Linked DNA regions of Mus musculus: regions 1, 2, 4 and 5 are each linked to region 3. Evidence: chromatin contacts called from public Hi-C, HiChIP or PLAC-seq and promoter capture Hi-C data. All regions are on one chromosome and are shown on one strand. Each heading gives the region's core, a stretch centred on a gene start, on an enhancer-like site or on the middle of the called end of the contact. The rest is flanking DNA. Distances are from core to core; before and after follow the strand shown.

Region 1 (2,700 bases), core at 95-2,594, 2.1 Mb before region 3:
CCCCTGCGTGGGATATGAGTCGTCTCCAGAGCTCTGGCTTTCCCCAAATAAAGCCTTGTGTGGTTTGCATCAAGCTTGGTCTCTCCTGAGTTCTTGGGTGTCCACTATTGTCCCGAGGCCTGAGTGAGGGGCTCCTCTCGGAGTCTTTCAGATGGAGGAAGGAGACCATTGTATGGCAGCTGGTTCTTCCTGACATGTGAGTCCTGGAACTCAGGCTGGCAAGCCTGGCAGCAGTGCCTTTGCCAGCCACCTTGCAGGCCTCCAATGTTAACAATTTTTAAAGCTTGCCATGTGCCACACTTCTTAAACATGTGGCCTCATAAAATTCTCATGCCAGTCCTGTAAGTATAATAACCTCCCTTCTACAGGTAAGAAAACTAGGCATAGCCGAGCAGTAGTGGCGCTTGCCTTTAATCTGGGAGGCAGCGGCAGAAAAAGGCAGATTTCTGAGTTCGAGGCCAGCCTGATCTACAGAATGAGTTCCAGGCCAGCCAGGGCTACACTGAGAAACCCTGTCTCGAAAAACCAAAAAGAAAGAAGAAAAAGAAAAAAGAAAAAAAGAAAAGAAAACCGAGGCGTGGAGAGTGATGTGAGGGATGGGCTCACAGGTGTCCAATCTAAGCAATACATGTATCTTGTCAACGACAGAGTATTTCCCACATTAGCAACCACTTAGGCTGAAACAGATGCTCCGCAAAACAGTATTTCACAAATTCACCCCCAAAATGGTCCAAGGTGAGACTTGGTCCAAGTAACTGAGGCTCAGAGAAGTTCTGCAACTTTCCCGAAGTCACCAAGTGCAGTCGACTACCTCAGGGAGTGGACACCTCCCCCAGTTCACTACCTTGAACAAGGTCAGAATCCCTTTAGCATTTACAATCACTATCTTGGCGTCCCAAGACCATAAGCCTGTTTGGAACCCTAAAGGCCATACACGCCTTTGCCCTAACTGTCCTGACCAGTAATCAAAGCTTCCTTAGCTATCCTGACTGACAGCTCCAGATGAGCACCGCGTCCATCTTCCCACCCTGAGCAAAGGGATGGATGAAAAGGCGGGGGTGCAGGGGTGCGGGGATGGGGGGGGGGGCGGGTGAGGGTGTAAACCACGGAAAGCGCATGCTCAGATGGCTCCATTCCCAGATGGCTCCATTCACGCACAGCTCACCTGAGAGTCTCGAAACTCCACCACCACGTTCTCGCTGCTCCAGCGCGCCGCCATCTCACTAGCCCGATCGTGGGGTGCCAGCAGGCGACCCTCCACCCCCAACCCCACCCCCAAGTCCGAGACTCCCCGCGTGAGTAAGCCCCACACAGCCTGCTAATAAATCCGGCCACGCCCAGTTTCTCCCTTTCACTTGACCACAACTGATTGGCTACCCCAATGATAGACCCCGCCTCTTCTGCTTTCTCCCCCAACCACGGACCAGGTCTGCCCCAAAACAGGAACGCCCCTTCATTTCGTCATCAGTACGAGTCACCTGGGCACCCCGCGGCTGCCGACACGCCCCCTGCCGTGAGCTCTGCTGGGAATTGTAGTCAAATGTCAGCACAGCGTCAGTTACCCAGGAAGAGCCTGAGTTCAGAGAGTAGATGGCAGTTGTCCTGTATTTTTGCTGGTATTTGGTTGGTATCCCCGTATTCTCCTACACATAGCCTATAAACAAAACCTACATCCCTACCAAGGGAAAAAACCTCTTCTGATTCCTGCCATCAAGGCTTTGAAAAATCTGAGTGCACAATTTTTTGTTTCATGCTGTACAGCCGTGCCTCTGAAGTAGTTCCTGAGGTTCTCCACGAACAACACTTTGGGGGTGGAGGAGAAAACAAGTCCCTAAAGGTAAAAACAATTTTATAATCTTACTAACATCACTGTGCGGTATAGTTCTCCCGAGGATGTGTAGTACAGAGGGAATTTACTCTGAGAGGAAGTTTAAACTGAATATTAAACGACATGACTTTTTTCCTTCTTTTTTTCTTTTCTTTTTTTGTTTGTTTTTTTGTTTGGTTGGTTGGTTGGGTTTTTTTTTGTTTGTTTTTTTTTTGAGACAGGGTTTCTCTGTGTAGCTCTGGCTGTCCTGGAACTCACTCTGTAGACCAGGCTGGCCTCGAACTCAGAAATCTGCCTGCCTCTGCATCCCAAATGCTGAAATTAAAGGCGTGCACCACCACTTGCCCGGCTGACCCTCTTTTTGATAACATCATTTTGGTTTTGAAAAGTGTTATTTTTTTTCACTGAAGATGTGTAATTAATGTTAATGGTAGTTGCCATTTAACCATAATGGTTTTTTTTCCCTATTCATGGTTTTAATTTCTAACACTAGCAATATCTTTATCCACACAGTTTTTGGAGTCTTAGACAATTTTTGAGGATGAAATAAAAATTAATCAGGAAGTTTAGCATAGTAGATACTAGTTGGCTCCTCTTCAACCCTATCCTTTGAAGTCCTGGGTTAACTGGCTTAGCATCTCTTTGTCTACAGAAGGGGGTATATCATACTTAGCTGTTGAGAGGAGCCAAGCACTAGGCCTGACATGTTGTAAAGGCTCAAGTATAAACTGTCACCAGCATTCCTCTCTGAAGATCGTTGCATGAATGGAGAGGAGGTGTAGACTCCTTTCCCCCAGCAGACGCTGGTTATAAAGGTCAGACAAACTTGTCTGTAGGCTAGGGTGACTATCATTTCACTGTCGTCTGCCTGG
Region 2 (2,700 bases), core at 46-2,545, 2.1 Mb after region 3:
GTGTCTGTTCAGGGCCAAGGGGAGCAAACTCGCCAGGGGAGGGGGCGAGGTGGTGGCCGAGCGAGCTTGGCCCTGCAACTAGCAAGCCCACTCAGGAGCGGGACCCCCACGGAGCATTTAACAAGGTGGCTAGCTGGGATCGCGTGTCACACTCACATGAAAAATTCGGGAGAGGAAGGGTTGTCGCTGCTCGAGCCGTTTTCTCGGAAGCCGTTGCTCACCAGCTTCTCGTATTTCTCCTTGTAGGCGTCCCTTTCGCGCACCAGCCTGGAGATCTCCTGCTTGAGGTGGTCTACCTGCTGCAGCAGCTGGTTCTTCTCCGACTCCAGGACGTGTCTCTGCTGCACCCTCTTGAAGCGGCAGGACTGGGCATAGCCGCGGTTTTTCAGGGTCCGCCTCTTCTGCTTCAGTCGGATCACCTCCTCCTTGCTGACCCCGCGCAGCTGCCGGTTCAGCTCGCGCACCGACATGGTCACCAACTGCTCGTCCGAGAAGCGGTCGTCGAAGTGCAGGCCGCCCGCGGCATGGTGCGGGTGCAGGGCGCCCCCCGCCCCCGCCGTGCCCCCGCCGCCGCCTCCGCCGCCGCCGCCCCCGGCGCTGGCCGGGCCACCGCCGCCCGCGCCACCCGCGCCGCTCGCAGAGGCAGACGCGCCGCCCGCGGCTCCCGGGGCGCCGGCCGTCGGATGGTGGTGGTGCCCCGCGGCGTGGTGGTGGTGGTGATGGTAGTGGGGTGCCGCGCCGCTCTGCGCGGCGGCCGCGGCGATCACGGCGGACACCACGGCGGCGGCGGGGCCCATCTCCTCGCCGCTGCCGCCCAGGGAGGCGCCGGCGCCGGCCCCCGCTGCCGCGGCCAGCTGCTGCGCTCCCCGCGCATAGCCATCGAAGCCACCCTGGAGCTGGTGGCTGTTGCTGATGAGCGCCTCGACCGCGTCCTCCGGGCTGAAGCCCAGCGCCTCCGGGTTGAGCTGCTGCGGGTAGCCGGTCATCCAGTAGTAGTCTTCCAGGTGCGCCTTCTGTTCGCTGCCCGAGCCCGGGCTGGGCGCCGAGAAGCTGGGGGACGGGGGCACCGAGCTGCAGGGCGTGCTCATGGGGGTGGAGGACAGCGAGCCCCCGGCGATGAGACGGCCGCACTGGCTGATGATGCGGTCGGTCTCCACCGGTTCCTTTTTCACTTCAAACTTCATCAGATCGAAGTCATTAACATATTCCATGGCCAGGGGACTGGTGGGCAGGTCGGAATTGTTCATTGCCAGTTCTGAAGCCATCCTCCTGCCTCCGCCGCCACCGCCGCCGCCGCTCCGCCAGATGGGCTGCAGGAGAGGGGCCAGCGGGCTGTGCTGGGTGGCCAGCGGGTGAGCCAGCTTGCCGGGCTAGGGCGCTTCTAGCTTGCGCGGCGGTGGCTGTGGCCCGAAAGCTCGAACGTGCACACACCCCCCGCCCTGCCCGCAGCCCCCCGCGCCCGCCCTCCCTCCCCCTGCTCACGCCAATGTGCTCTCTCTCTTTCTCTCTCTTGCTCTCTCGCTCTCTCTCCTCCGCTCGCCCCGGGCCCCCTCCTCGCCTGCTCGCCTCCCTGAGCTCCGATCCCGGGCGCTTCAGGCTCGGGAAGGTCCTCCGCGGCTGGCGGTGACGGTGGTGATGACAGCGGCAGAGAGGATGCCGGAGGAGCACGGCCCGGTGCGCGGCGTCCCCGGCTCGCCGCTCCGCTGCGCGCTTTGCATAAGGAGGGCTCGCCTAAGCCGGCCGGGCTGCAGGCGGGGCGCGCGCGGAGGCTGCTCCGGGGCTGTGTGGCGCGGCGGGTGGCTGTCCCGGAGGCGCCGGCCTCCACACCGGAGTGGTTAACACTTCACGCTTCTCTCCTCTTCTGCCTGGCTCTTATGGTTACTATTATTATTTTCTTTTCTCTCTCCGGATCCCTCGCGTGCGCGCGCTCTCTCTCTCTCTCTCTCTCTCTCTCACCCTCTCCCTCCGTGCAAAGTGCAAGACCGAGGTGCAGGCCGGCTGGAGGCAAGGGAGGGGGGAGTTAAGTTCTTTCTTCCCCCACTTTTTTTCTTTTGGTTTTGGTTTTTCTTTTCTTTTCTTTTTTTCTTTCTTATTATTTTTTTAAAGCAAAATTGCAAGTCCTGGGCCAAGGCAAAGCCGAGAGCAAAAGGGTTGGGGGGAGAGGCCGAGCGGACGAGCAGCCCGAGCTACAGCTCCAAGATGAAAAGAGATTTTAAAGCCTCTGATCCCAGCGAGAAGAGTTTAAAGCAATTGCTGAGTTTTATAGCACCCGTGACGTCAGGCTCAAATGGGAAATTGACTGGCACTCTCCGCCAATGGGAGGCGGCGAGAGCGGCAGCGATTAGCATAATAGTATAGAAACAAGGAAACTTTTCGGAGCTGTCAATCACAGCCCAATCAGCTGACTGTCAGCTGGGACAGGTTTGCTTAACCCTTGCGGCGCTGCTACTGGGGCGCAGCCAGGGAGCAACACCCCCCACCACCGGCCGGTGCGAAGTTTAGTGCACCAGGGGACAGAGTTTACTAAAAGGGCGGCTGGAATCCGGTAGGACCCGGGAGGATGGTTTGCTTTCCTCGGAGTTCGAGAGAGGCCTGCCCGGCTGAACCGCAGCTCTCATGCTGCAGAGATCCGCCAGAACTCCCCTGTCCCCTGCCGGTCCCGCACCCTGACAACGTGCATTTATTTGTCTTGCAGTTTTC
Region 3 (2,700 bases), core at 140-2,639:
GAAGCCAGCCCGGGGTACCCGAAACCCTGTATCCAAAACAGAAATCCTCGACCTTTATGTCATTATGTCGTCGTCGTCGTTGTTGTTATTTTAACTCTATTTTCTCTGATAATAATATAGTAACACTCAGAGACACAAACTGCGAGGCTTCAAGCAGTCTCAAAGACCAATGTACAGAAAGACCTAAAAAACGGACCTGGACGTCCAGAACAGGGATATTCACACCCTCATTCTAAACCTAAAGGCAATGGCAGGTGCTGGAGCAGCACTGTAATCTACTCTGACTTGGGTTTAGGGCCAGATAGAGGGTGAGGGAGGAGGATCGCGAGTTTAAGGCCAGCCTGGGTTATTAGGAGCCTGTGACTCAAAACCAAAATGAACAACACTTAGTTTGGAGCGACTTCTGGCCGCCTAGATACACCTATCCCCGCTCCACAGCCTTAAGGAAGAGAGCATCTAGGTGCTTCTGTTCACAAGATTCCTCACTGCTGTTGCTGCCCCTGGCCCATCATACATAGTAGCCAATGGTGATACCCGGAGGTAGGTGCGGCAGAATTCTCAGCCAACCAGAACGCAGCGGTCCCTGACAACCACACCCCCCACTCCGCTATTGGATTAGGCTGCCGATCTGGTTGGCTCGGCCCACAGAACCTCTCCTTGCTAGTGGGGTGCGCTCGTGTTGCCCGCACACACTAGCCCTAAGCAGCTTGCTTTTGTTTCCGTAAGCTCCCCTCGCAGGCTGGCGGAGTCCAGAATCCCAAGAGTCAGTCCCACCAGCAGAGCCCGCCTCTTGCTTCAGCATCCGAGTCCCATAGGCTGACTGGGCTGCGGGCGACGTTCCGATTGGAAAGAGAGCTGTCCGTCAAGCATACGCTCCGCCCTGCCCCTATAATTGAATAAAAGAGCGTGAAGTTGTCTCAATACTGGGGACGCGAGTTCATTGGTTCGGCATTCTCTCATTCCAGCAAAGACCGGAACAGGAGTGAGGTTTCGGTTAGAAACAGGGAGATGTCAGTCAAGGGATGAGCAGTGGCTTTCGCCAATTAGCGCACACTATCTGCGGAGGCTCCACCAGAATGGGGCGGGACATAAGGGAGAGCCTACTCTTGATTGGGTGAGAGGGACTAGGTCCCGCCCCCTCGACCTAGTAGATTTCCAGGCCGCGCCCCCTTCAGCCGGTAGCCCTTGGTACGCGAAGTGGGCCGGTCTGGCCCCACTTCACAGCCGATCCTGGCTGCGTCCGGTGGAAGGACGCGCAGATTCCACAGAGTTCCGGGAGAGTCCCGCGCTATCCTTACGGTGAGGGAACGCAGCGTGTGGCTGCCATTGGCACTCCGGGGAGTCAATACGGCCGTGAAACCGGAAGTGTCCCGGGGAGGCGTCGCTTCCGGAAGTGTGGCAAGTCCCCACCACACCAGGAAGTGTGGTGCGGCAGCGGCTCCTCAAAGTGTTGCTGTCCACCCAGTTGAGATAAGAGGTTGAAACAGGTGTTGATGTACCGTGTTGGCAGAAGCCCAGCGGAGCGTCACCCATCCGAAAGTGCCGGAGGGTGCAAGTATTTGGTCATGGTTTTGAATGTCGCGTCCTGTCGAAAACCGTAGGGGAAACCGCACTAGGAATGTATCCGGGGGGTCTGGCTCCCTGAAGGCTTGTAAGAAGTTTTCTGTTGCTGCCCATCACCCTCGATTCCCCTTCTCTCCAGGGATGTGCAGATGGAGGCCGGAGGAGATAATGCTGTCCCAGCCCCCGGGGGCGTGGAGGACTTGGTGGACACGCAGTTCCCCAGAGAGGAGGCTGGAGACAGTGAAAGGGTTCACGCAAGCACGCTGGATCCCGGAGATGGGGACCCGGAGGACACAGGTATAGCTTCCCTCAATAAAGCCTTGGAAGCAAACCCCCAGGGCTTGTCATTGCTAGCTGAGCGGGAAGAGATCAGTGGGAGACCAGTGGGCAGTCTTTGGGAACCCAAGAAAGTAGCTTGAGGCATAGCTCTCAGTCAGTCGTTGGACACAGACTTGCTGACTTAATTGAAATCGTTGAGAAATGACATAGAAGCCAATGGGTGTCAGCTGTTGTCCGGAAGGGGCAGCATTGTGCCTCTACAAATGTATTCTATGGTGGGTGGTGGTGGTGGTGGTGGTGGTGGTGGTGGTGATAGTGTCAAGGCTAGGAAGATGGACTGTGCTGGTTTGCCCGGAACAGTCCCATTTTAACAATGGTGTTCTCACATCCTGGGACACCCTTCTGTTGCAAGGAAATTAGAATGTACTTGACCTGAGTGTACCACCTTAAAGAAACAAAGGGGGCATAGTTGGGTCCCAAAAGGGTTGTCTTGATGGGAGTTCCTTGATGGGAATTGAGACGTGTTGCTTGGGTATTTGGGAACATGGGAATATCGGTACGCAATTAAGAACATAGGAAAACACTTGAGGGTGAAAAAATCAGATGGGGTTGCAAATGGATGATTGTCCTTGGGTGAGTCAGTAGACATCAGAGGCGGTGGGAAGAAAGCAAGGGGCTTCATTATGGGATTTAAAGTGATAACTCTGGGCGGAAAACTGTGGGAACCGTGAAAACCTTGTGGGTTAGTGATTGTTAATGGTGGCCATTGGTGGAGTGGGGGCCCAGACCTGGAGGAAAATAAGAACTGTCATGTAAAGGTTATTGAAGACTAAGGTGTCTGGGATGCTCATGGATGCT
Region 4 (2,700 bases), core at 139-2,638, 2.9 Mb after region 3:
GAAACTCAAGGTCACAGCATTACTGCGATTCTATCAGAATGGAGACAGTCAACAAACAAGAGAGACCCCCTCTTGTTGGGAAGGAAGTTCTGGTTTTTGACAGTTAAGGGCAAGGAAGAGTAAAATATGCCTACGGTTTGGTTTTTCCAAGTGCTTGCAAGTTTTAGTAACTAACACTTTCAGTGGAGTTGAAGGTTATTTAGCACTTAGCATGAATTTAAAGGAAGGGGGAGAGTTGGGAGGTGGTGGAAGGGGTGGAAAGAATTCCCAGTACCTAGGACGGGGCCCGAGAACATGTTGGATTCCTTCAAGGCGCTTTATAAAGCACCACCTTGGATATCCATCATAGTCCCACCCCAAAGAGAAGGCATCAAAATTAAACCAAGCTACCTCCGAGAAATCATTGGAGGGAAAGGTCGATGAGGAGAAAGTGGCTCCCGTTCTCCCCCATTGATTCCCTATGCGCAGAATCAGACTTTACTGCTGGTTGGAAGTCACTTTGGCCACTTCTCTCTGAGCTGTTGTTCTCCTGCCAGAGCTGCTCCTGCTGGAATCCTGCTTGCCTCCCATCACAGCTGTGGATAAAGGCTTCCTCCTCTTCCTTCTTTCTTCCTTCCTCCCTCTTTCTCTTCTGCTTTTTCTTACTTTCCCTCCTCTATCGCTCCCTCCCTTTCTCTCCCTCTCCCTCTCCCCCTCCCCCCTCTCTCATTCTCTCCCCCTGCTGAGTGTGGATCTAACTAGATTCTTCAAGCTCCTGCCTTGCCTTCCCACAATGATTGCGACCTGGAATTGTAAGCTAGACGGAACCCTTTCTCCTCGAAGTTGCTCTTTGTTTGTTTGTTTGTTTGTTTATCACAGCAGCAGAACAAACCCTTTCTAGATCGGCTCAGCTCTAGTACCAAATTCTCAGAGATAAAGTGAAATCGGTTGGTTTTAGGACATGAGCACCTTCCCTGCGTGCTACCATATCCACAGTGTGTTATTGTTTCCCACATGGATAGTTCTATATCTCAGGATGGTATTATTGGCACCCATGTGTGTATCATATATCTCACGTGGGGGCGGTCAAGTGGCTACCTACACTTGCCTGACTCAGGGACAAGTGCCGGCCACATCTCCAGAAAGCATGAAAAAGAAGAAAAGTTAAACCCAGGAGAGACTGTATCCTGCCACGACCCCATCGCCTTGAGGTTCCTGGGAAGGAACGTCCGTGCCTGCCTTCTTTTGCTAGGCTGCAAAGCAACCTGCCACATGCAGGGCGGAAAAGCCGGCTTCAGAAACAGCCTAACCGTTGCGCAGGCGCAGCCCATAGCTTTCAGAAAGCCACTTCCTGCCTGGTTGCCTAGCAACGGGGGAAGCGTTGTTGACATCCACAGAAACTGCAACTCAGACTTGAGCCAGGAGCTGTCCCACAGGCGCGATGGTAAATCTGAGTTCTTGTCTAGAAGGGTAGAGGGGGAGACTCATGTGCACAGCTGTCCTGGGAGGGTCTCACCATTTACTGGATGACAGCTGGAAAGGGCGCTATTGAAAAAACGGGAGGTGTTGAGATGAATCTGGGAGCCAGAAAAGTTTGCAAAGAGCTATGACAGAGGTGGAGAAAGAAAGAAAGATCCCAAGCTGAGAAAGAAGGAGACCAGGAGAACAAAAAAATGGGAAGGGGGCTGGGAGATGAGTAAGAGACAAAGAGGGAAGAAATAAAAACTAGGAGGGGGGGCGAGGAATGGAGAGAGAACGCGGGGAGGAAGGTGGGATGCTACCCCAACCTCGCCTGCACAGAAAAGGAAGGAGAGAGAAGAGAGAAAAAAAAAGGAAAGGGAAAAAGAAAGGCAAAGGGGAAGAGAAGAGAAGGAAGGGGATGGGAGAGAAAGAAACGAAGGAAAAGGGTTGGAGAAAAGGGAAAGGGAGAGGAGGAGGAGGGAAGGAGAGTGAAGGGGAGAGGAGGAGAGGCACAGGAGTGGCCTGGGGACACAGGAGGTTGCAATAGGGGTCTGGGAGTCAGAAGAGAACCACCTTGGAGGAGAGGAAAGGTGAGGAGCAGAGAGCTGAGAGGAGCAGTGGAGGAAGGGAGGAGAGGTCCGTGACTTTGAGGAGCCCCTAAGGCGATCAGAACTGGGCTGGTTTGTGAGTATTCTGTGCCAGACATAAGGAGACCAAGAAATGCCAAGTGTCAGAGAGATACCCCAAGAAAAAAATGTCTACATTTACTGGGGTTTGCGTTTTCTTGGTTGGTCGGTTGGGTTGGTTTGTTTGTTGTTTGGTTTTGGTGTTTGGTTTGGTTTGGTTTTGGTTTTGTCCCAGGCTGTGTATGAGACAAAACAAGTCCCTGGCACTATCAGATTCTTGCTATTACTGTCACTGGCGATGTCTCCTTTTCCTTTCCAGAGGACACCTCAGGCTCAGAGCTTTCGTGTTACTGAAATGTAAACATATGCTCTCTTCCTTTGTTTTCACAGTCCTCTTTATTTGTGACAGCCCGTTTGTGACCTGGGGTGGCCTCTGCAGATGCATTTCTCCAAGCTTTGGGCCATGGTGTAGTTTAAAGAACATGCTAAATTAAATGTTACCAGTGTCCACCATGAGGAAAGCCACTAATCCAGCCTGACATTTCCTCAAAAGACACCTGCCCTGGTGGTGGGAAAAACGAGAAAAGTGCTTGCTCACCTCCACAATGGGTGCAGAAGGAAGCCTGTCTCTGAC
Region 5 (2,700 bases), core at 168-2,667, 2.8 Mb before region 3:
TCTTACTCAATGCCTACACTATAATTCAGTTAGCGAAACTGTTAACGCTACATATAAGCAAATGAAGTTATACCTCTAAGATTTAGTCCTAAAATACCTAATAAACTAATATCTCTAAGGCTTATCCCTAAAGGTTGAACTGGCACTGGCAGCTTGAGGGTAGAGGACCTCACAATTTACAAGGCTGTCACGGATGAGTTCCGGCTGCACCATAAGCAGCGAACGTGATGTTATGACTTTGGACATTTGCTTTAACAGGGGGGAAGATGGTACCTTGCCTCGTAAGGCTCTGTATGCAGAATTTCGTGTTTGAGGCTACGAGAAGGAAACCTATGGCCTTGGGCAAGTGCTCTCTACCATTAGGTTTGGAGGATTAAAATGAGCACCTACTCACTCAACACCAAAACAAACGGATCTCCTGGCTTACTGAAGAGGTGCTTCCTGGAGGAATATCCGGTATCAGGTAACCGTAACAGCCAAACCGTGGAAAGCTTCCTCCCCCGCCTCTGCCTATAATCTCCGGTTCCACCATCACCTCCTTTTTATCTTGCACAGTCTTCAAATGGGTACTATTAGCCTTCGGGTTTTTTTTTTCTTTCTTTTACAGTAAACAGAGGTTCAGAGGAGAAACAACATTTTGCCTAACTACCAAATGCACAAGTTCAAACCAGATCCCCGGCTCCCGGGCGGTTTCTGATAGTTGCACATTTTGAACAAACAGAATTTTTACCCCTTGCTGATTGAATAGTCTTTCAATCTCGAGTCTTCCTATGCAGCCTCGGTGGGACTCCCACTTCCTCAACCTCCCCCGCGTGGTGGAAATACACGAGTGTGCCACCACGTTAAACTCGCAAGCCTTAAAGGACTCGTTCCCACTCTGAAGACACAAGTGGGCGAAGAGTCCACGAGGCCATTTGCCCACGGCAAGCATTTCCCTAACCTCACGCCTACCGAACCTCTCGGGCCTAAAACTGCCCCTGCGGCTCCGGCCGAGGTGCCGGGCAGCTCTCTCCTATGAGCGCTCTCCACTTCCTCCGCGACAGAGAAGCTGGGAGGCCACTTCTTTACCCTGCTGCAAGAAGGATGGCTTCGGTACCCGACGGATGCTGAATCGCTTCAAGGCCTAAGCCACCGCCACTGCCGATCCGCCGGCGTCCGCCATTAGCCTTCAAGACGGGCCTTCGGGTGCCGCGCGACGGGAAAAAGGTATCTAGCCCCCGCCTGATAAATAGATGTAAATTTGGGATGTTTTCATCTTGCACCTGAAGACTAATGAGTTATCTAAAATTTATACGTTACGGTAAGTTTTCTGTAAAATAGAAGGTTAGTTTTAAAAATAGACTTCCAATGGTTTTGATCGGGCATATCTGTGGGCAGCCCCAAAGGTCACCGCGCCAACGCAGAGGGGACCTCGCAAGCCCGGAAGCGCCCACCGGGAGCCAAGATGGCGGAGGTGGAGTCTCCGCTGAAATTGTCAGGAGCTCCTCCGCCACCGGAGGGGGTGGGAGGAGGACACTGCTCCGAAATCTCCACCGAGCTCATTCGCTCTCTGACAGAGCTGCAGGAGCTGGAAGCTGTGTACGAACGACTCTGTGGCGAGGAGGTGGGGAGCTGAACCTCCTTTTTCCTGGAGGATCCGGTGGCAGAGGGCATCACGGGTGTCGATCGCTTTACCAGGGAAAACGAGAAAGCAGCTTCCCAAGAGGCTTTAATGTAGTTGGGCATTTGGGTACACCTGTCAGTTCTACTCAAGCTTATTTGACCTGTTACCTGGACTACTTCCTTGGTCTGCCTCCGTATTGATTTCCCTGACGAGTAAAACTGGAAGTGGTGTGTGTGTGTGCGCGTACATGTATGTATTACATGCACACATACATATGTGTATACCGAATTGGCTTGACTTCAGAATAAGAATTGCTTTGGCTTGGGAAGTGAAAAGTTACGAAAGTTTCTTCTCGACTCATTTAAAGGAGAAGTTCCTTTCTATTTAGCTTGAAGGTCTAAGACTTTTTCTCTTGGAAGAAATGATTATGTGTGTATTTTTAGCATTTCAGTTAAGTGTAGGCATTTGGATGTTTTCTTATTTTGAGACGGCCTCGGTGTTGCCCATATTGTCTTCAAATTGGCTACCTTCCTAGAGCAACCTCTCAAGCTACTGGCATTATAGGCGAGCTCACAACTCCCTAGAAGTTTGAAATCTCCCTGTTAGGACTTTGAAGTTTTAAGACTAAGGCGCAGCTGTCTGGTCTCGGACAAGTGATTTCATCTCTTGTACCTCGGATGTGTGGTCAATCAAGTAACAGGTGTGGAAAGGATTCGGCTTCCTTTCTATTAATAGCATGCTATATCTCTTTATATACGTTTGTTTCTTTTCCATGGCAGTCTGGTGCTGTCAGTTCGTGGATGGATTCCTTGCAAGTCAGAAGATGTAACCTCTCACCTAAAAACCTTGGCAGCTGTTTTTCCCAGGGAACTTTTTTTTTTTTTCTTTTTAGATAGGCTCTAACTATCTAGCCCTACCTGGCCTGCAACTCACTATGTAGACCAGGCTTGCAGTGAACTCAGTAATCTGCCTGCCGCTGTCACTCAAGTGCTGGGATTAATGTCATGCAGCTCTCAAAGCGCTCTGAATAGAGGAAAAGAGAGTTGTTACTACCTTTGAATGTTTTCAAGTACTGCCTTGCATCTGCTCCAGCAGTT

What was found. Promoter capture Hi-C pulls out the DNA fragments that hold promoters and counts their contacts. Hi-C and Micro-C count contacts between places; a contact is called where the count stands out from the background. HiChIP or PLAC-seq counts read pairs in DNA pulled down with a chosen protein or histone mark. Capture Hi-C pulls out chosen DNA fragments and counts their contacts.
Region 1: a contact with region 3 is called in a promoter capture Hi-C map of liver, with 3 times the contacts expected there. The contact joins the promoter of Wdr59 here to the promoter of Mon1b in region 3. A contact is called at or near these places in 1 of 39 promoter capture datasets (pre-B cells), 2 of 115 datasets of contacts at active chromatin or transcription factors (astrocytes and embryonic forebrain) and 2 of 9 other capture datasets (adipose tissue and liver).
Region 2: a contact with region 3 is called in a Hi-C map of CD8 T cells, with 4 times the contacts expected there. The contact joins the promoter of Maf here to the promoter of Mon1b in region 3. A contact is called at or near these places in 2 of 39 promoter capture datasets (liver and pre-B cells) and 2 of 484 Hi-C or Micro-C datasets (CD4 T cells and CD8 T cells).
Region 4: a contact with region 3 is called in an H3K4me3 HiChIP or PLAC-seq map of embryonic forebrain, with 7 times the contacts expected there. The contact joins the promoter of Dynlrb2 here to the promoter of Mon1b in region 3. A contact is called at or near these places in 3 of 39 promoter capture datasets (embryonic stem cells, liver and pre-B cells) and 4 of 115 datasets of contacts at active chromatin or transcription factors (astrocytes, embryonic forebrain, large pre-B cells and 1 more).
Region 5: a contact with region 3 is called in a promoter capture Hi-C map of pre-B cells, with 3 times the contacts expected there. The contact joins the promoter of Cog4 here to the promoter of Mon1b in region 3. A contact is called at or near these places in 1 of 39 promoter capture datasets (pre-B cells), 2 of 484 Hi-C or Micro-C datasets (CD4 T cells and CD8 T cells) and 1 of 9 other capture datasets (adipose tissue).

Annotation. Positions count from the first base shown.
Region 1 is chr8:111,520,763-111,523,462 of GRCm38.p6, forward strand. It overlaps Wdr59 (WD repeat domain 59), which reads right to left and starts at 1,345. Exons shown (of 26, transcript NM_001170742.1): 1 at 1,166-1,345. The coding sequence starts at 1,219.
Region 2 is chr8:115,705,599-115,708,298 of GRCm38.p6, forward strand. It overlaps Maf (avian musculoaponeurotic fibrosarcoma oncogene homolog), which reads right to left and starts at 1,296. Exons shown (of 1, transcript NM_001025577.2): 1 at 1-1,296. The coding sequence starts at 1,265. The coding sequence ends at 153.
Region 3 is chr8:113,634,410-113,637,109 of GRCm38.p6, forward strand. Mon1b (MON1 homolog B, secretory traffciking associated) reads left to right here and starts at 1,390. Exons shown (of 5, transcript NM_173015.3): 1 at 1,390-1,860. The coding sequence starts at 1,713.
Region 4 is chr8:116,503,627-116,506,326 of GRCm38.p6, forward strand. It overlaps Dynlrb2 (dynein light chain roadblock-type 2), which reads left to right and starts at 1,389. Exons shown (of 4, transcript NM_029297.1): 1 at 1,389-1,423. The coding sequence starts at 1,421.
Region 5 is chr8:110,845,607-110,848,306 of GRCm38.p6, forward strand. It overlaps Cog4 (component of oligomeric golgi complex 4), which reads left to right and starts at 1,418. Exons shown (of 19, transcript NM_133973.2): 1 at 1,418-1,603. The coding sequence starts at 1,445. Sf3b3 (splicing factor 3b, subunit 3) reads right to left here and starts at 1,197. Exons shown (of 26, transcript NM_133953.2): 1 at 1,069-1,197.